6 separate regions of the Mus musculus genome follow, and regions 2, 3, 4, 5 and 6 are each linked to region 1. A link is a contact called in public Hi-C, HiChIP or PLAC-seq and Micro-C data. All regions are on one chromosome and are shown on one strand. Each heading gives the region's core, a stretch centred on a gene start, on an enhancer-like site or on the middle of the called end of the contact. The rest is flanking DNA. Distances are from core to core; before and after follow the strand shown.

Region 1 (3,093 bases), core at 297-2,796:
AAGAAACATAAAATGGACTCAAAGCAGGCAATGCTTTAGAAGTCAGCACCCGCATAAAGAACACGTGGAGTAATCTGCACCTGAAAAAAAAAAAAAAGACACTGGCAGAACTCCCAGCCTGGTACCTCATTCACCTAGAGCAGAAGAGTGGGGGAGGAGGAGAACGGGAGGGAGGAAGGGAGAGTGAAGAGATTGAGTGGAGAGAGGGGGGGGGGCTAGAGATGAGTGGAAATGGAGAGCAGAGAAGAGAGAGAGAGAGAGAGAGAGAGAGAGAGAGAGAGAGAGAGAGAGAGAGAGAGAGAGAGAGAGAGAGATGCTCCTATCCAGGAGAGAGATACCCTTTGTCTGACAAACCCTGCAAGGGAAGCCTCCCTTAGCCGCCCCACGGTTCCCACCTCCAAGATTCTGCGGAGCGGCTAGGTGGAGCCCGCGCCCGCGGAGCCCTCGCGGACTCCAGATCCGGGTTTTGCCGGCCGCCCCTTTCCCGGCCTTGGAGCCCCCCTCCCTGGTCCTGGGAGCTCTCTCGCCCCGTCACCCCGCCAGAGGCTCACTCGGGCCTCGGCTGCGTTGGCCGCTGCGCTCACGCTGCCTGTCTGCGGGCGCGACCGCCCCCTCCGCCCGCTCGGCCCGCAGCGCTCGCTCCAGTTCCCAGGAGCGGGGATGCAGATGGCACGGCCGGGCCAGGAGGGCGACGCCGCCACCGCTGCCGCCGCCGCCGCTGCTGGCATCTCGCGGACTGCGCGCTGCCTCCGCTCCCGCAGCTGCTACTGCTGCTGCTGCCGCCGCCACCGCCTGTGACTCGCCCCCCCCCCTCCCCTTTCTTTCTTCTCGCTCTCTCTTTTATTTATTTATTTATTTCGTTGGCCTCAGTCTTCTCCCTCCGGGTGTGCGCGCGCGGGCTGCACGGTGTGCTGGGGCAGGAGCTCGCCCCTGTGTGTGCGCGCGAGGGGAAGAGCGTGTGCGTGTCTGGAGGGCGCCCCGAGCCTCAGTGGCTCCGGTGGGGAGTCCAGAAGAGAAAAAAATAAAATTAAATAAAATTAAAAAAAAAAAAAAAAGAGGACCGAAGCCGGCGGCCGAGGAGGAGGTTGGCGGTGACGGCATCGGCTCAGACCCCGGGCCGGGCGATGAAGCTCCCGCATGCCCGAAGCTACCCGGCCTGGCCGGCGAGCTGATAGGCGACCACCGGAGCTCGGGGCTCGCCCCCCGCGGCAGGCACGCAACCCTCGGCGACCCGGCGCCCGCTCTGCCCGCGCGTCCACGCCGTGCACCCGGCAAGGAGTTTGCGCGGCTCGCGCCTGGGCTCTCGGAGCGGGTTGCGGGCGGCAGAGCGGACCCTCTGCTGCCGGAGCACCTCGGGGGCAGCAGGAGGAGGACGGCGAGGAGGACTGGGCGGAGAAGCCACTACTGGTCCTCGCCGCTGCCCCTACCTATCCCCTCCCTCTCGCTCGGAGGCGGAAAGGGGAGGACGAGGAAGAAGAAGAAAAAGAAAGAGAAGGGGGGTGGGGTGGGAGAACTGGATATAAAGATCGGCTGCGGGGGGGGGGATGGTGGAAGATTTTTGGTCTCCTCAGCAGCTGCTTTTCTTGCGGCGGCGGCGGCGGCGGCGGCTGCAGGAGGAGGGAAAGCAGCTCTGGTTATGACTGCCGCATGTTAATAGCTCCCGCTTGGGTCCACCGGCTGCAGCGAGAGACACAGCCTGACTCCGAAGTTGTGCAACTGTGCCCTGAGAGAGACATTTGAACCCTCCTTCTCTTTGCTCCGCTTTTGCCCCCCTGGGGCGTGTGAAGCGAGGAAACGTAAAGGAAGACTAGCATTGGCTTTCCCGGCTTCCCCTTTCTCCATGGCTGTGTAGAAGAAGAAAGGAAAAGAGACACTTTTTGTTGTTTCTTTGACTGGGGTCTCCACCCTCCTGTCGTCTCTGCGGTTTGATCAGTCGTTGCTTGGTGTGACTGGGGTGTCTACAGTGGGACAGGTCCATCTTTTTTCTGTTTTCTTTTTCTTTCTTCTTCTTTTTTTATTTCTTCTTTTTTTGTGTGTGTGTGTGCCCCGGGGCTCAATGGATGGATTGTGGAAAACTGCACCGGGTTGCAGGTTGTTGAGCAACTGATGGGACCATCTCAGGGACCGGCGGTTACGAAAGGTAATTTATTCTTTGCACTCTTCATAATTGTGGTCGCCCTGGTCGGGCGCAGGCGGCGGCATCCGATGGGCTGGCAACCGAGGGGGTGCGGGGTTCACGTACACTCACCCTTCCACTCACACATTCGCCTTCGCACACTCGCCCTCATGCGCACACTCATCTGATCGTGATGCGGGGCGGGAAGGGAGCCTCCTGGCTGGTGGGCGCTGGGGTTTGGCATGGGTTCGAGGTTTTATCAGCTACTGGGCGATTAGGTGCCAGAGGGAGATATAGAGGAGAAGAGAACCAGCGCACTGTCAGTCGCACACGCCGGGTGACAAGAACGAATCCCACCCCGCGCATTTTCCCTGCCCTGTCACCCCAATGCCGTCCTTTAGTAGGGGCAGAAAGCAGCCAAGGGGGCGCCTTTTCTCCGCTAGTCTGGAGCAACACTGGACGTGGGAACGGGTTGGAGGACGAACAGGGACCGGGTGAGGAGCGCAGTTCGGGGTGATGGCGAATGTGTGGTGGTGAGCCTGGTTGATCCTCCCTAGACGCCTGCCTTGGAACATCCAAGGTGGCTGAGATTGCCCAGGTCGCGCCCCTGAGAAGTGGAATCGGGTTGCCTCCAAAAATCTCTCTTGAGTATCTTCCAGCCGGGCAGTTTGATTTCGACCTGAGTGCCTAGGCTTTGTTGAGCGATTTAGCTAGAGAAAGCTGGTCAGTTTCGTGAGTGTCACGGGGTTGAGCTGTGCCAGGAGTGAGCACCCAGTGTGGAGAGGATGTTCAATGGGTCGGGCGTCCGCGGCGCCGGGGTGCGGTGGGCAGAGCAGTGGTGGCCCTGGTGGCGGGTTACAGGTAGGCGAGCTTGCACCTGGGTGCTTCTCTTGGGAGATGGGCAGTCTCTGGGCTCAAGTGGAGCGCGAGGACCAGCACTGGACAGCCTCTGGTTCTAGCCCAGAGGAGGCTGCTGG
Region 2 (3,093 bases), core at 407-2,906, 460 kb after region 1:
TACTATGTTTGTCGAACCAAATGGAATGCATGTAAAGTGCTTTGCATAGCAAAGGTCACGCCACACAAAGCTTCATGTATGTGAACTCTTAAGTATCCTGTGACATGCTAGCTGAAATCAGACTATTTACAGTCTTCAGGGAGTTGGGGCCATCCCACTCAGTCACGTGGAATTCCATAATGCTGCCAAGCTATTCCCGCAATATGGGCAGCCCCATGCATCACGAACTCCTTTACCATGGTATAATATCACAAACTAGTCTTTTTTTTTTTTTTCTTTTTTTTTAGCTTAAGGCTATCAGTGGACTTTTGAGTTCTGCCCTGAACCTCCCTGAGATTGTGCTAGTGGAAAATTCTTTGTGGTTTCACTCCTAAGCCAGCTTTTCCCTACCGGATCTTTAACCTCAGAGAAATAGCTAAGATAAGTTAGGCACATTTCCCAAATTTCCCCTCAACTTGCTTGGCTTCTGCTTGTCTTTATTCTCTGAACTGGCCTGATCCACACTCCCTGTGGCCTTGACTGCTGGCACTGCTTGCTACTAAAAAAAAAATAAAAATAAAAATAAAAATAAACAATCTTAGCTTTGTAGAGTCTCTGGATACTGCTCATAGTTTTCTTTCCTCCTGTGCTCAGAGCTCTCAGTATAATGAGATTTACAGTCAGCCCCATTTCCCCCACAGTTAGTAATCCCCCCCTTTACAGGTTTTGAATGTTCCCAAATGTGTCTGTGTTCTCAATGCATCTAGGTATCCTCACAGTCCGCCAGCCACCCTCACTTATTTCTATCAATAAGTACTGACTGAACCCCTCTTTAAATGGGTCTGTAGACCTAGTCGGTATGTTCTACCAGTGTAGTGTAGTAACTGACCAATTCAAGCCTATCTTTTAATGATCATTTTAGGGTAAGCATAGCTTTAAATCACTAAGTAGTGAAATTCCGGTCTTTCGGATAGAACCCGCTGACTCTGTTGCCAGCTGAGGTCTCTTATTTCTTGCTGTCAGTCAACCTGTAAGGGAGATTAAGGCTTACTTTCAAAAGTGTAAAAGATGAAAACATATTCTCTCTTATTGAAATTTGGCATTGTACACAGTACCTCATTTTAATTCAGTTTCTCTCAGAGAAGTTTCAGAATACAAAATGGCCTTAATGTGACTGCCTGGTATTTTGGTCCTCATTTGCCTTCAGTATGGCCTATAATTAAGGCAATTAATGATGACATATGGCAATATCAAAAATTCAACTTTCTCAATATTATGAAAGTGCAATCCTTCTGTGCATATGGTTGGATCCTGAGCATCATGGCCTTTCTCATAAATTTAGTTCAAATTGCCTGAAAAGAAGACAGCAAATGAGCATTTTTAGGGATGGTGGGTGTTCAGTTTTCTTTGATGTGCCCAACATTGTAAATCACTGCAGTCTAACCATTTGCTTCTTGGAAACCTTAGGACATGCATCCAAATTTCTGTAGGAAAACTTTGTCAGTTCTAGGATGTAGATCTGCTTGAAATGAGTTCGGTGCTCAGTTAGCAGGGAGAGTTCAGACATGCCAAAAGTTTTCTTCAAACAAAGCAAAACAAAAGCCTAATGGAATTACAGAGCGAAGGAGGAATAAATCTCTCAGTGCCCTCTGAACTCAGCTGTTTTCCTTTAGGCTGGTTTTCCTCCACTCCTTTTCTTCCGTCCTGTTCTTATCTCCTACACAGTTCATTTACTGTTGTTTACTCAAGATAACAGGAAATTTCACAAGTGAGATCATAGTCACAGTTGTTGGAGGTGAAATGTGAAATAGGTTTATTTTGACAGGAAGGCTTTCTTTCTTTTCCATCTTGGAAAAACTAATAAAACCATAGCTGGCTATTTATATTATAATCTAGGAGGAGTTTGGTTCGGCAGAGTTGTGTCTCTCTGGATCTGTTAATAGCTGTGTACCCAAGCTAAGCAACTTACCTTCAAGGGAAAGGATGATGCCGAAAAAAGAATACCATGACCCGTGCTAGGAAGACAAACCCAGAATGCCTCATTGTGCTGTATCCTCGCTGATATTTACATTCAGTGGATTGAAATACGAAGCATGGAACACATGAATTATGAACAGCAGCTCTGCCATGGATGTCATGTGGCACTCTGTTAAGAACAAATGATAAATGAAGAATGAGAAACTTGTTAGTCCATGTCTTGAGGGCATTTCTTTGCTCATTGATCAGCATTGCCCACATTTTTTTTTTACTAGCACTGAATCTAATACAGTTTTCATGAGTTCTTGATATATATATCACTTCCACTAGATGCTGTCCCTTGAGTTATGAGATGATAATTTTTATGGTGTTTAATCTTTATCCTCAGGCTGTAGATTGAGCACCACTAAGTGTCAATCACCTAAACGTTCATTTATTATTAATTCTAAAAGGGTTGAACTTCCAAGATTAATTAGCATTATCCTATCAGAAGTATGACAAACTCCTTCCTTCCCTCCTTTCTCCTTTCCACTCTTTCTTCCTTCCTTCTTTCTCTAACTAGCTTGGAGGAAGCAGGACTTACCCCCATGAAAATTATGAATATTCATGAATATTATGGATGAAGAATCTCACTGTTTACTATAAATATTTCAATTGATCTGTTGGCTTAGAAAAATGATTTCTCAATGCAAGTGATTACCTCAGCGCTGTAGTGACTATTCAAATGATTATTTATGTAACAAAATTTGAAGTTTCCAGAACACGAGTATTATTAATGAAAATTTTCTTTAATTATTCTCATTATGATATCTAGCTTATATGTAAAAACTGAAACATGAAAATTTTAATGCCAAGCTATTTTTAAATGTGGTGTAATTTCTAATTCAAATTCATAAAACGCTGTATGTGAATGTGTTTTTTAGAGTTAACATTTTGACAGTGACTAGTATTCCTCTGTCTCTGCACCATTTAGTAAGACTGTAGGCTTCACAGAAAATCAGATCTAATTTTATATTGGCGATGGTTGCTAAGTAACTATTTGATGCAAATTAATCATTAAACATTTAGCAGCTTATTCTCTGATTGGAGTGGATGCAGGAGTGACTTCCAAGCCTACAGCTCAGCAAACAAGTGATG
Region 3 (3,093 bases), core at 228-2,727, 340 kb after region 1:
TAGCTGGGCAGTGGTGGTGCATGCCTTTAATCCCAGCACTCAGGAGGCAGAAGCAGGCAGATCTCTGAGTGCAAGGCTGCCTTGTCTATAGAGTGACAATAAGGGTTACCCAGAAAAACCCTATCTTAAAACAACAGAGAAACAAACAAAATAAATTGCCCAGCCGCTTTCTTCATTGGAATTTTTCTACTGTGCGTTTTAGGAGTAAGAAAAAAAATGACACTTGAAATTGCTATTTGGTAAAACACTAATGTATAATTGTTTTTGCCTTTGAGCCCCCTGTCTTTTACTAAAGAGATAAAGTTTAAGAGATTGTTTCCCATTTTTAGAGAGCTACCTACTTCTTACCCTAGTTCACTGTTTCTTATCATCTAACTTCTCCTATCTGGCTATACTTATCCATTTCTCATTTATCTATCATCTTTCTATCTATCCATCTATCTATCTATCATCTATCTCTCTATCCATCTATCTATCTATCTATCTATCTATCTATCTATCTATCTATCTATCTATCTATCTATCTATCATCTATGTATCTTTGTATCTATGTATCTATCTTTGTATCTATGTATCTATGTATCTATGTATCTATCTAACTATCTATCTATCTATCTATCTATCTATCTATCTATCTATCTATCTATCTATCATTATCATTTATCTACATTCATATTTCCTGTCTTTAAATTAGCTGGGCACATATCCTGGAGATTACTCAGTTGTTTTTCTCAGAATCTCTGAGGATTCCTACAATGGGCCCACTTTACTTTAAAGAAGGTTCTTATTAAGCATCTGGCAGAAATCGGCACCACTTCCTAGCCTCCCAAGAACATATCTATTGTATCCAAATCCATTTTCATGTTCCAAAACACTGCTGAACAATGGTCCTAGGACTTGAACTTTCCTTTTTTGCTCTATTGGTAAACGGGAGATTATACAACTATTGCCTTAAGAAGCAAAAGAGAACATTGTGTGTAAAATCATTTTAATGAGGATTAATGAGAATAATCCCTAGCAGAGGTATTGGTGCAGAACGAGAGCTTAGTCATACTTGAGGATTATGAATTTCATCACGTATTGTTCTATGTATGGGATAAATGAGAGTTTATATAATACACTTAGCACTGTGCTTGGCCCAGAGGAAGCACTCAGATAGGGTAGCTACTTAATTATTGCTGTCAACACCACCAATATCCCCAACCCTTGCCGCCCCCTCACCCCATCGAGTTCCAGCCTTTGTTGTCTGAGCAGTCAATGAACTGATTTATTTGCAGAGAGATGACTCAGTGCTTATGAATTGTATTTCCATCCCTGTTCATTTTTGTCTGGTGAGTCGGATGTCTTCATGCGGTTGTCCATCATCTGCCAGTAGGAGCTGCTTTTGTTTGTGGCCTTGGTGGATAGTTAAATAAAAATTAGGAAATGGAAAAGTTTAAAAATAAAAGCTTGGATTGCACCCACCATGCCACTGAGTATGACTAGGCTGAATTTGGCTCGGTCTTGTTCGCTAATCGTCCCTGAGTCTGACACATACTGGCAGTCGCTATCCCCAGCACAAATGTTCATGCTTTATAATATTTTGTACTTAGAGTGTTGACATATTTGTTATGAGTTACTTTGTTTCTTGCCAGTGCCATAAGGGGAGGAAAGTGTGATTCAAAATGTAGGAAACATGAAAATCAAGAATAAAATATTTGTACCTCTGCACCTTATTTGTTTGCATTCTTGTCAGGGTATATAGCTTGCTACCTGAAGAGGAAATGACAGGCTATTTATTCATCATGATATATATATATATATATATATATATATATATATATATATATATATATTGTCTAGTGTCATATACATACACACACACACACACATATATATATATACTATATATTATATAAAACAAAAATATTACTTTGTGAGATGGTAAAATGGCTTAGCAGAAAAATTGATCTTTATGTACAAATGGAGAGACTTGATTTTGATAGCTGACTCCTGGTAACCTGAGTTTGACCCATGTAGAAAGGTAACAGAGAACTGCTTAACAGAGATGCCATCTGATCTCGGCTCTCGAGTTGTGATATATGGAGGTGCCCACAATACAATACCATAAATAAAATTCTAAAAGTAATTTAGAACAATAGAATCTGACACCCGATACTCTCCGAATGCCCCCTTTTCTTTAATAATGGCTATGTTCTCAAGGAGGCAGTTCCTTTTTTTGCTTTTGATCTGTAGTCACCCTCTACTGAGTCACAGGATGAGATTCGAGTAGCAACATTGCCAAGAACACTTTCTGAACTCATTGCCTGCAAAGGAAGCCTTTCCAGTGCTGTTAGTCCCAACTTTAACCAGGCAGCATTGAGGAAACCTTCCCTAACTTCCTGATTCTCCAAGAGTCCGTCATGGTGCTGAGCTAGAGCACTCCCATTAATCATGTGAGTGGAACAAAGCAGACAGAGAAGCCAGGGGACAATGCTGTATTGTGCCTTTTGTCAGTTTTTAAACCCATAGTTGGTAACTCATAGGATTTATGCAATTAAGAAAAATTTCATGAGATAACTCATGTTGGCCACAATGGCTAATAAGGCATGCTCTCCCCCGCCCCCCGCCCCCCTCCCCCCCCCCCCCCCCGCTTTGGAGAGTAATGGTTAAATATTAAATACCTCTGACAGACAGAAAAACTCAGTTCTGTTCATCTGTCATCATTTTAAAGTGCTATTTTAAAATAATCTGAAAGGCTGGATGGATTCTAGTCCTCGTCCTACGGCATAAGAAGGCTGTTGAGAAACAGCATGTGTTCTGGAGGAGGACAGACCTTTAATTCATCAAGATGTAACTATTCAAATTATGTCTCCATTATAATCTCATTCCAGCTCTAGACCAGGTGCAGAAACAGATTTCCTGATGTGTCTTATTTTCCATAGGAATAACTGTAACATACTTATTTAAAACAACAAACAAACAGAATCCAATTGGGAAGTAGAGGAGAGGTGAGAGGTGAGAGGTGATAAGTGAGAAGGAAGAGGGGAGAGGGGAGGAGGGAGAGAGGGAATGGGGAGAGGGGAGAGGAGAGGGGGAGAGAGAAAACAACTC
Region 4 (3,093 bases), core at 420-2,919, 340 kb before region 1:
GTATTAGGAATTAACCCTTATAGGCAAATGTGACTGAGGAAAAAAATGTTTTCTTACTAGAGTGTTCTATAAAGATTTTTGAAGAAATTATTTACCTAATATAATATTAAATAAAAGTGATTACAAGGTCCCCAATGAAGGAGCCAGAGAAATACCCAGGAAGATGAAGGGAACTGAAACCCCATAGAAAGAACATCAATATGAACTAACCAGTACCCCCAGAGCTCCTTAGAACTATACTACCAATCAAAGAAAACACATGGTGGAATTTGTGGCTCTATCTATAAAAGTAGCAGAGGATGGCCTAGTAGGTCATTAATGGGAGGAGAGGCCTTTGGTCTTGTGAAGACTCTATGCCCCAGTATAGGGGTATGCCAGGACCAGGAATGAGTGGGTTGGGTAGCAGGGGGAGGAGGGAGGGTATAGGGGATTTTCAGAGGGAAAACTAGGAAAGGGGATAACATTGAAATGCAAATAAAGAAAATATCTAATAAAGAAAAAAAAGTGATCTGAGTGTGATGTTAAATTCCTGCAATCTCAGAATTTTGCAGGTGGAAGCAGGAGGGGCAGTTCAAGGCCAGCCGGAGCTACATGGTGACTTTGAGGACAATGTAGGCTACATGTAAACCTGCCTCAAAAATCAAACAAACAAACTAGGCATAAGTTAGATGTAACACCATTTTGGTAAAAATTGGGTAGAAGAAATATAATTTACCTTTCTACATTTAAAATGGAGAAGAAGAGAGGGAAGAAGAAAAAGTTGTAGAGCATCTAACTCTGAAGTGTGTGCCTGTGCATGGGCGTGTTCACGTGTGTGTGTTTGTGGCTTGTGTGTGTTTAATAGCTTAGGAAGGAACAAACGAACCAGACTAACATGGTCGCTGATCTGAATTCTTGTTTTAAAATAAGGAACATAAACAAAAACAAAGAAAGCACAAGAATATATAACTACATTTTTGCAAGTTCTGTGCAGAAACAAAAGGCTATGTTGTGAAGTACAGATGTGGAGAGAACACATGTGGTCTCAAATGATGGCCCCATTCTCTCTCAGCATGAAGGTCATTTTTATACTTGTGGAACCTGTTGTCAGGACACTGAAAGAATGGAAACATGAAGGACAAGGCCCAGACAAGGCTATGACGAGGTCCTGAGTAAAAAGCTGGCCTCCCACATTCTTAGAACCTCACAATAAGTTACTGTGCTGCGTGGGTTTCTGCTTCAGTGAGTCAGTTAATGTCAGCAAAACAGTGACCACTATTGATAGGTATTTAGTCATAATCCATTGTATTCTTATAGGTCCTTTAATCTTTGTCCAATTAAAAGAGTTCTGTTATGTCTTGCTAATATGTCTTTGGCATGGCAGGGCCATATGAGTAAGCAGAGATTCATCACAAGTCTGAGAGTTCATGGTAGATATGTGAGAAACGGGGAAGCAGAAGAGAAGAATAAGGCATCTTACTCCATGTGGGCACTCTTCAGATCCCAAGGCATCTCACTCTATGTGGGCACTGTTCCGATCCCATAGTCTTTGCACTTGTGAGCAGCAGCTTGCCTCTAGTCAAAGCCTGACTCAGCCGTGTTGACATTCACACAGCTTTGTGACTACTGTTGACTCCTTGTGTGTTTCCAGAAAAGACTTAGCAAACGTGCATTTGCCCCAGATCAGCGACCACTCACAGACCAGTCTGATGACTCTATCAAAGTACAACTTGGTGAATCAGTGAGTTTACGGATGTTATTTACAAGAGCATGGATGAGAAATTACTCACAGGAGTAAGAAGGATTCCAAGGCAGCCATATCATCAAATAGCCCACCACAGCAAGATTCAGATCCCATAAAAGCTGCTTTCCTGCTGGGAATTTCAGGCAGCTCCAGAGGTTTGGTTCACAATTATCTTTCAACAGCTTGGCTGGTCTGCGTATCTCTCTCCAGCAATTCCTTGCTGATTTGTAGACTTGGGAAGAGGCTTTTGAACACTGTTATTTCTGCTTTCTCAAACTTGTGATCCTGTTTAATTCCTAAGTCTCATGGTGCTCTCTCCACCCTCCAGAAGAGGTTGTTTCAACTTACAGGAAAATGCTACACAATATACCTTTGGACTATATTTATAGTATTGATCCTTAAGTTACTGAATGTTTTCTGTATGTGTTAAAATATTTATGTTTAAATACATATTCAAAATATGGTCCCCCTAGAAGAAAAGATAGGTAGAAAATTGAGACACTAAAATAAAGCCCATTCTGGTTAGAACATAACTTTTGTACATTTACACAGGTTAGAACACAAGCTTATGTTTACTGTCTTTGAAATTACTTCCGGAGATATAGAAACCACTAAAGGCTCAACGGAACATTTATCTCATAAAAGATATCACTCCCTTTTCATTTTTATGTTTCAAAAATCATTTTCAGAATTGGTAATTAAAGAAGAAACTGTGGAATAATGTTGTGACTAAAATACTTTAATTTTATTTGTGACATATAGACAGACAGAAGTTTGATGGTAATTTATAAGTTCAATCTCATGTATTATCATTGATTAATTATTTGCCAATACAGGTAGATCCATAGAATTGCAAATAAATAAAATTATGTCTCAAAGGATGCAAAAGTTTTACAAGTTTTTCCTATTGTAAATATTCATAATGAATTGGTGTTTTTCATTTGTTGGTGTTATTTTAAGACAGGCTCTCCTCATGTATATATGGCTATTCTAGAAGTCACTATGTCCTGGTGACATTTTCCACATGACAATGCGACAGTGACTACATACCCCATAAGCAAATTTATATTTTACTTTATAATTATCTGGCTCCTATTATATAGAATCCTCTTTTTTATCACTTTATCATTGTTTATATTTGATAAAATGGAAGTTCAGAGTGTGAAATTAGAGGTTAGATTCGTGTTTATTCCTGATGTCAATTCTGAGCTTCTCCAGCTTGCACCATGAGCAAGTATAAAGCAATGCCGACATAAGTTTGCAAGGAAAATTATGTGTTGCCAGGATCACCAAAATAAAATATATTGTGCTTTAAGACATCATAACAGCAAAATATATATTGTTTTTCATTTCATGCTTCTTAAACACTG
Region 5 (3,093 bases), core at 324-2,823, 320 kb after region 1:
ATATCAAATAAAAGACTGAATTCATGAGATATCTTTTGACTTTGAATTCACCCAATTCATATTTTCATTATTTGTACATCAAAGGAAACAGTTGGCAAAGATGTTTATTTATGTAGAAATCAATGACTTTAGTTTTCAGTGTGGCATATTTCCTTGAGACGACGATGCTGTATATGTTTGGAAATAATAGCAGTTAAGTAAATTAAATGAGACTTTCAGACTGTGGTTGAGATATTGCCTGCAAAGAAAGAAATTTCACGTGGTCAGAAGTTGTCCCAAGGGTAAGAATGTAGGTGGAGAAAGGTAGTAAAAATGTCGTCATATGCATGTCCATTGCTGTCTCGCAGGTCGTTGTTCCCTGGGGGTCTTTCTAGGTTCATAAGGAAACAATTTACCATACGGCTGGGATATAGCTCAGTAATAAAACACTTGTGAGAATGTAGGAGATGCTGTGCTTAGTCACCAAAACCCACACATATACACACACATGTGCCCCCATGCATACACACATAGGAGAAAGAGACAGAGACAAAAAGAACAAACTAACATTTACACATGGAGTTTATTCTTAAAGCAAATTGCAAATTACACTCTGTGGGTAAATTATATTTATAAATATATATGTGTGTGTGTATATATATATATTACTGTAGTTCTCTAGCTCAGCCTATGTTTGGGTGATCACAGACTGAACAAAGACAGATTCTGCCTTCTAGAAATCCATCCTTTTGTTATTTTCCCAGGTCTAAGGAATTAAAAGTAAGGCAATACAACATAACTGAGGCATTACCCCCACCCTGCTTAAGTAAAATCTATTGAAAATACAGCATACCACACTACCAGTCATGTGAGGGGCATATTAGGTTGAAAGCATCAATAAATGTCGATAACGAAAAAGTATTGAGGTTTGATGAAAACATTATCATTTTTATAGAGTGGCTCTCATTCAACAGAGTGATGGAAGTCTATTTCTCTATTACGGGCAGCATATATAAATTAATGTTGATGACATTACAAAGCCCTTAAATGCACTAAGGACCTTACAACACTCATGGATATGCATACATGGGGCTTTTTTTTTTTGCGTATATTGCTATAAAACCTTTGAATTGAAACAGGGATATATATATATATATATATATATATATATATATATATTCATAAATTATATATATGTATATATATAATTTATGAAATTAAGCCTATGAGATAAATTGTGTATTTATTAGTTTAAAGTAAACAAATATTCTTTAGAGGCCACCGCCTCTGAAAGCATAAAGAAGCATTTAAAATATTGGCATGGTTATATTGGTGTATTGCCCATGAAAAGAAAGCAAGTGTTTGTCTGCATGTCTATTTTTTCCTGAGCCTGAGTACCAGTAAAATGATTAGGTGCTCAGCTACCAGAGGCAGTGTACTGTTGTTCTCCTGGTCTGACTTACACTGGAGTAAGAGGCTACAGTTTCCTCTTCAGTTGTTTGCTTCTGGGCTTTTGGGGAGCTACTCAGTAATCCCCTGGGTTAACAAAGGGGGAGGGAGGGCGAGAGCCTTGCATCACACTGTGGCAGCCTCAGGGGTTCATTCAAGTACCTTAGTGGCTTGCTGTGGTGAGCACCAGGAGCAGCCTTCCAGTCTAAATGACACTGTAATTAAAGGGCTTGATTTCAGTCAGCCAGCAAGAATCCATTGTGAACTAAGTCTCTGTGTAAATAAATGGCCATGTCTAGATACATAACCAAAACTTAAGATTTAACTCCTATTTGGCAAGAAACTGCAAATCAAAAGAGAAAATACAAAAGGGTCAAGCAAACTGATAGACCTGGGTGGTGGTGGTGGTAGTGGGGCAGTGGGGGGGGGGGGGGTTGATCTGCTAGAATTTCCTTGTATTATGTGCTTCTAATTTTCAACTAATAGCTTTGTGTTTCTTCATGTTTGTACTGTTTTGCACTAAGAACTTCTCTTTAAAGACAAGAAGTTCCTTTTATCATCTAAGACACTTTTGTTAGTCTGCTGGAAATATTATTTTCATCTCCCACAATTCAATTTTACAGTATATAATGGAGTCTCTCTCTCTGTCATACTGTAGACATATAAAGTATGGAAAAGATCCTTTTATGGCTTAGAGTAAATTATGTATTTGATTTCATTTGGTCGGTTTTATAACAGATAACATTCAAGAAGCCAAAACTAATGTTTAGTGGGGTGGCTATTCTCTTCCCTTAGGAGTGATCTTGGAATTAGAAGGCCTACATCAATTTAAATGGGGGGTCACTGGTTTATACTGTCAGGAGGGGGAAGGCACTGCGGGCCAGCTATGCAGGACAGCACTCGGCCAACAGAAGTCTCACATCTGTAACAAGAACACTTTTTCCTTATCTTCAAAATTGGAATAATAGCTTGCCTGGCTAGCTGGGAGAAAAAAAAACTTTATCAGCAAGATCATTAATAACTCAGGACTCAGCTTTTCAAGTCACAATTAGCTGCTCAACAGCTGTGACCTTCAAGAGCTACTCATTATTGTGGGCCCTGGTTGTTCACTCCCACTCATGAGTTCTTTTCAGAAATAGTTTCTCTGACATCATTGACCCTAGGGGTCAATGTGAGAGACGAGTCTTCAGGCACTCATTTGTAAGTCTTGTTTCAGCAGCATGCTCTGTGTGTGTGTGTGTGTGTGTGTGTGTGTGTACATGTGCACTCGTGTGTGTGTGTGTGTGTGTGTGTGTGTGTGTGTGTGTGTTGAAAAGAATTCAGCAGATGCTTAGTTAATGCTTCAGTGTAAATCCAGCTGTTTGGTTGGATCCCAGTTAGGATGGTGCCTGACAGAGGGAGAGCCCTCCTGGGAGCAGCCAGGCCATTTAGCGGCCTCAAGTACAGAGTAGAACCGAATGGTAATGACATAGCCTCTGCTTTATTTTGATGTGTTTTTAAAGGTCTCAACACGCATGCTTGCCAAACTTGGTCATGCACTGCACCACGTCTCAGTGGATCAACGGGGATTTTCAACCTGCTGTGAACTTGGCATATACTGCAACCCAAACTGAAAGTGGGGATTAGAAAACTGTAGTCAAGTATGAAATGAAAGCTCTGTCGGAA
Region 6 (3,093 bases), core at 430-2,929, 320 kb before region 1:
TGGCATGACCTGCGTGCCAAAGAAAACCCCCCTGAAACCACCAGGAACAGAAAAAAGGGCAGTTGATCTTAATGCCATGCACCAGATGGCAAAAGAATGTGAAACAATTACTTTACACTCATTGTGCATGGGCTGGTGGAAAAAGTAGAAGATAGACACTTCCATTTGTCATGAGAAAGCTCAAGACTTTCCTGCCAAGGCTAGATATTTTACAACCTCTTTCAAAACTCAACAAAATCAGGAAAAGTTAATCTTTATTTTCAACACACCATGAATTTGGGAATGTTTTGATGATGACTGTGCTCTACGTAGGTTAGGTGGAGAAAGGCCATCTTATCCTATTTTTAATTCTTTTGAGACAAGATCATGCTATACATCCCACCCTGAGCTTGAACTCCTAACACCCCCTTTGAGTATACTCAAAAATCATACAGTTTATTATTAGGAAAATTATAAGCTTTGAGGGCCTTAGGGCACTGCCTAGCAACAAAATGTATGTGTACATGTGAAAAGCACTTGTTTCAATTCACAACATCACAGAAATCAGATGATGACAACAGATAAAATAGGTGGTCCACAGATAGTTAGATAGCTGGGTGGATGTTTGCATGGATGCATGGATGTATGGGTGAGTGTACTGACGGATAGACAGAGAGACAGACAAATGAATGGATAAATCAAATGGCATTGTCCTAAGAGAAGTGTTTTGAGAATATGCTAATTCTTAGAACCCTATTTCTTAAATGTAACCAATGACAGAATAGAAAGCAAAAGTTTCTAAAAATCTATGTCGGTCAAAGATAGATGATGGAATATTGGGGGCCAGATGTTCTACAATTCCTTTGTTAGGTATAAGCCATAACCCAAATATGTGGCCCTTTGACTGTGGAAAACTACAAGTGTGACATAAAGCCTAGGAAGAATGTCTTCCTGGGAAAACAGTTACATAAGGGCAGAGTAGTGTGGAAGGAGGAACACAGATACCGGGGTCAAAGAGACTGCGTACTCAGGTTCTGTTTGAAGGGCTAGCTTTAGTCGCTAGATGAACAGTATAAACAGCAATGGGAAAAGTAAAAATTGTTCAGTCTTGAAGTAAAACAAGAATCCTGTGTCTTAGTCTACCATTGCCCTCATTCCCTGGTCCCTGTATTGCCCAGGGCTGTGATACCACAACCATAGTCATGTGTCTTTCATTGCTGTGACAAAAGACATGTGCCTGGATACCTTAAAAGGGTGAGTTGATTTAGTTCACAGTTCAGGCAGCTGAAAATTGAAATACCATGTGATCTTTGAACCTTTCACCTCATAGCGGTTAGAATCACGGCAGAGAAGCATGGGCAGTGGAAACAAAAATTAATAAGCTCAGTCTAGGCTTTCCCTTCTATAACAACAAAAATGAAAGAGAAATGGAGGTTTCATGAGAACTAGATCAGTACCCTCTTAAGATAGCACACTCAATGATCTGATCATGGCCTACCATGACCCAACTCAAAGAGTTTACATCATTGCCTCACTTTAGATCAAGTTTCTAACACCCGAAATGCAGCAAACCTTGCTAAATGCATATCTAAATATCAGAAAGGATTCACTTTTTCTATCATACTTTCACTATAAGGCTAGCAAATTGTATGTCAATATGACATAAGCTATAGTCCCATGGGAAATGGGAACCTCAGTGGAAATAATTCCTCTGCCCTGTTTGTTTGTGAACACGTCTGGGGAGCATTTTCTTGTTTGAGGATTAATGTAGAAGGAAAAATCAAACTAGGCAGTGCCAGCTCTAGGCTGGAGGTGCCAAGTGTGATAGGAGAGCAGGCTAAGCAAACCGGGAGGAACAAAGACACTGTGCATTGCTCTATCCACACAGGCAAAACCCACTTTGGTGCCATGTCTTTTGGGGAGGATTCTAGAGGCTGGCGATCTTTTGGCTGGAAAAAGTTGTTGGATGGTCAGCACTCAGTGAACCATCCCGGAAGCTTGGTTTGTGAAGCCTCTAGTGGGCTCCTTGATAGTTTGAGCTTTCCGAATATGTGTTTCATGTTATCAAAGGCTAAAGAATTAGCTACGACTAAAAGGATACTAGAACTTTTTTTTTTTTTTTTTAATATTTATTTATTTATTTATTATATGTAAGTACACTGTAGCTGTCTTCAGACACACCAGAAGAGGGCGTCAGATCTTATTACAGATGGTTGTGAGCCACCATGTGGTTGCTGGGAATTGAACTCGGGACCTTTGGAAGAGCAGTCAGTGCTCTTAACCTCTGAGCCATCTCTCCAGCCCCGATACTAGAACTTTTAAGTGAAACTTTTTTTGCTTTACTGAGACAGTTAATGCTGGGTTACCAGAGCTCAGAAATTAGTGGTGATTAAGATTAGCATCTCTGAGGAGAAATAGTCTAGAAAGTATTTACTCAAGGCCAGCACATAGAAGCTGAGGTCGAAAGAGGGGTCAAGACTTTACCTTGAGCTAGGAGCTGAAATTGGTAATATAAGAATATTCTCAATAGTACTAAGTTTGAAAGCCCAGTAAGGTCTTTAAGAGGTGTTGAGGCTTGGTACCATGTGTCAAGGGAATTTTAATGGAAACCCAAAATTTGTCTAAGAAACTGAAGTAGGGAAATATCATTCGAATAAAAATGATTTATGATAATCATTATAAATATTATAATGCTCTAGTCATTAATATGGCTTTTTCCTTATTTTTAATATGCTAAATAGCAATGCAGGGTTGTAATTAACATTCTTTTGCAAAAGATGAATAAATGTAATGGAAGATTGAGAGATTATCCAGTCTATACAGTACAATTTAAGATATTTTTGTTACTATTATAAACACTAAATTAAAATTACATCCTGTGTGGATATATAGCATCTATGTTATAAATCGTGTACATCCTGTGTGTGTACATCCTGTGTGGATATATAGCAAGTTTGGTAAGTAGAGAAGTAGATAGGTTCTGGGAAGTGTTGGACAAGGGGAAAAATCTGTTCAAAATCTATTATATAAAAAGTTTAAGTACAATAAGTTTTAATGTTCATAGGTCTTTCTGTCAACAATTTCCTTATGATATTGAGAGAGGCGTATACACAG

The links. Hi-C and Micro-C count contacts between places; a contact is called where the count stands out from the background. HiChIP or PLAC-seq counts read pairs in DNA pulled down with a chosen protein or histone mark.
Region 2: a FOXA1 HiChIP or PLAC-seq map of pancreatic cancer cells shows a contact between it and region 1. The contact joins the enhancer-like site here to the promoter of Adgrl3 in region 1. A contact is called at or near these places in 5 of 39 promoter capture datasets (the 3T3-L1 cell line, frontonasal cranial neural crest, hippocampal neurons and 1 more), 1 of 484 Hi-C or Micro-C datasets (uterus), 9 of 115 datasets of contacts at active chromatin or transcription factors (astrocytes, embryonic forebrain, embryonic hindbrain and 6 more) and 1 of 9 other capture datasets (pancreatic islet).
Region 3: a Micro-C map of muscle stem cells shows a contact between it and region 1, with 15 times the contacts expected there. The contact joins the enhancer-like site here to the promoter of Adgrl3 in region 1. A contact is called at or near these places in 4 of 39 promoter capture datasets (the 3T3-L1 cell line, hippocampal neurons and neutrophils), 11 of 484 Hi-C or Micro-C datasets (the C2C12 cell line, the C3H10T1/2 cell line, embryonic fibroblasts and 6 more) and 13 of 115 datasets of contacts at active chromatin or transcription factors (the NIH/3T3 cell line, astrocytes, craniofacial prominence and 8 more).
Region 4: a contact with region 1 is called in an HNF4G HiChIP or PLAC-seq map of pancreatic cancer cells. The contact joins the enhancer-like site here to the promoter of Adgrl3 in region 1. A contact is called at or near these places in 4 of 39 promoter capture datasets (the 3T3-L1 cell line, the SN4741 cell line, maxillary cranial neural crest and 1 more), 1 of 484 Hi-C or Micro-C datasets (cortical neurons) and 4 of 115 datasets of contacts at active chromatin or transcription factors (the NIH/3T3 cell line, a colorectal cancer cell line, embryonic fibroblasts and 1 more).
Region 5: a Hi-C map of olfactory sensory neurons shows a contact between it and region 1, with 4 times the contacts expected there. The contact joins the enhancer-like site here to the promoter of Adgrl3 in region 1. A contact is called at or near these places in 3 of 39 promoter capture datasets (the 3T3-L1 cell line and neutrophils), 6 of 484 Hi-C or Micro-C datasets (the C2C12 cell line, embryonic stem cells, myocytes and 3 more) and 12 of 115 datasets of contacts at active chromatin or transcription factors (the NIH/3T3 cell line, astrocytes, craniofacial prominence and 7 more).
Region 6: a Hi-C map of olfactory sensory neurons shows a contact between it and region 1, with 2.1 times the contacts expected there. The contact joins the enhancer-like site here to the promoter of Adgrl3 in region 1. A contact is called at or near these places in 1 of 39 promoter capture datasets (hippocampal neurons), 1 of 484 Hi-C or Micro-C datasets (olfactory sensory neurons) and 1 of 9 other capture datasets (pancreatic islet).

Annotation. Positions count from the first base shown.
Region 1 is chr5:81,019,206-81,022,298 of GRCm38.p6, forward strand. Adgrl3 (adhesion G protein-coupled receptor L3) reads left to right here and starts at 1,547. Exons shown (of 27, transcript NM_001359828.1): 1 at 1,547-2,140.
Region 2 is chr5:81,474,480-81,477,572 of GRCm38.p6, forward strand. The region is part of intron 7 of Adgrl3 (adhesion G protein-coupled receptor L3); the gene reads left to right. Among named protein-coding and RNA genes, the nearest start is that of Adgrl3, 460 kb to the left of the region's middle. Within about 2 kb of position 1,657, at least 17 of the 459 cell types and tissues checked have an H3K27ac peak or open chromatin away from gene starts, as enhancers often do. A contact at or near this core is called in pancreatic cancer cells, where this site is marked.
Region 3 is chr5:81,363,069-81,366,161 of GRCm38.p6, forward strand. The region is part of intron 5 of Adgrl3 (adhesion G protein-coupled receptor L3); the gene reads left to right. Among named protein-coding and RNA genes, the nearest start is that of Adgrl3, 340 kb to the left of the region's middle. Within about 2 kb of position 1,478, at least 45 of the 459 cell types and tissues checked have an H3K27ac peak or open chromatin away from gene starts, as enhancers often do. A contact at or near this core is called in the C2C12 cell line, the C3H10T1/2 cell line, the NIH/3T3 cell line and 5 more, where this site is marked.
Region 4 is chr5:80,682,427-80,685,519 of GRCm38.p6, forward strand. No RefSeq gene overlaps it. Among named protein-coding and RNA genes, the nearest start is that of Gm22974, 210 kb to the right of the region's middle. Within about 2 kb of position 1,670, at least 27 of the 459 cell types and tissues checked have an H3K27ac peak or open chromatin away from gene starts, as enhancers often do. A contact at or near this core is called in the NIH/3T3 cell line, the SN4741 cell line, a colorectal cancer cell line and 2 more, where this site is marked.
Region 5 is chr5:81,342,973-81,346,065 of GRCm38.p6, forward strand. The region is part of intron 5 of Adgrl3 (adhesion G protein-coupled receptor L3); the gene reads left to right. Among named protein-coding and RNA genes, the nearest start is that of Adgrl3, 320 kb to the left of the region's middle. Within about 2 kb of position 1,574, at least 20 of the 459 cell types and tissues checked have an H3K27ac peak or open chromatin away from gene starts, as enhancers often do. A contact at or near this core is called in olfactory sensory neurons, where this site is marked.
Region 6 is chr5:80,701,087-80,704,179 of GRCm38.p6, forward strand. No RefSeq gene overlaps it. Among named protein-coding and RNA genes, the nearest start is that of Gm22974, 190 kb to the right of the region's middle. Within about 2 kb of position 1,680, at least 1 of the 459 cell types and tissues checked has an H3K27ac peak or open chromatin away from gene starts, as enhancers often do. A contact at or near this core is called in olfactory sensory neurons, where this site is marked.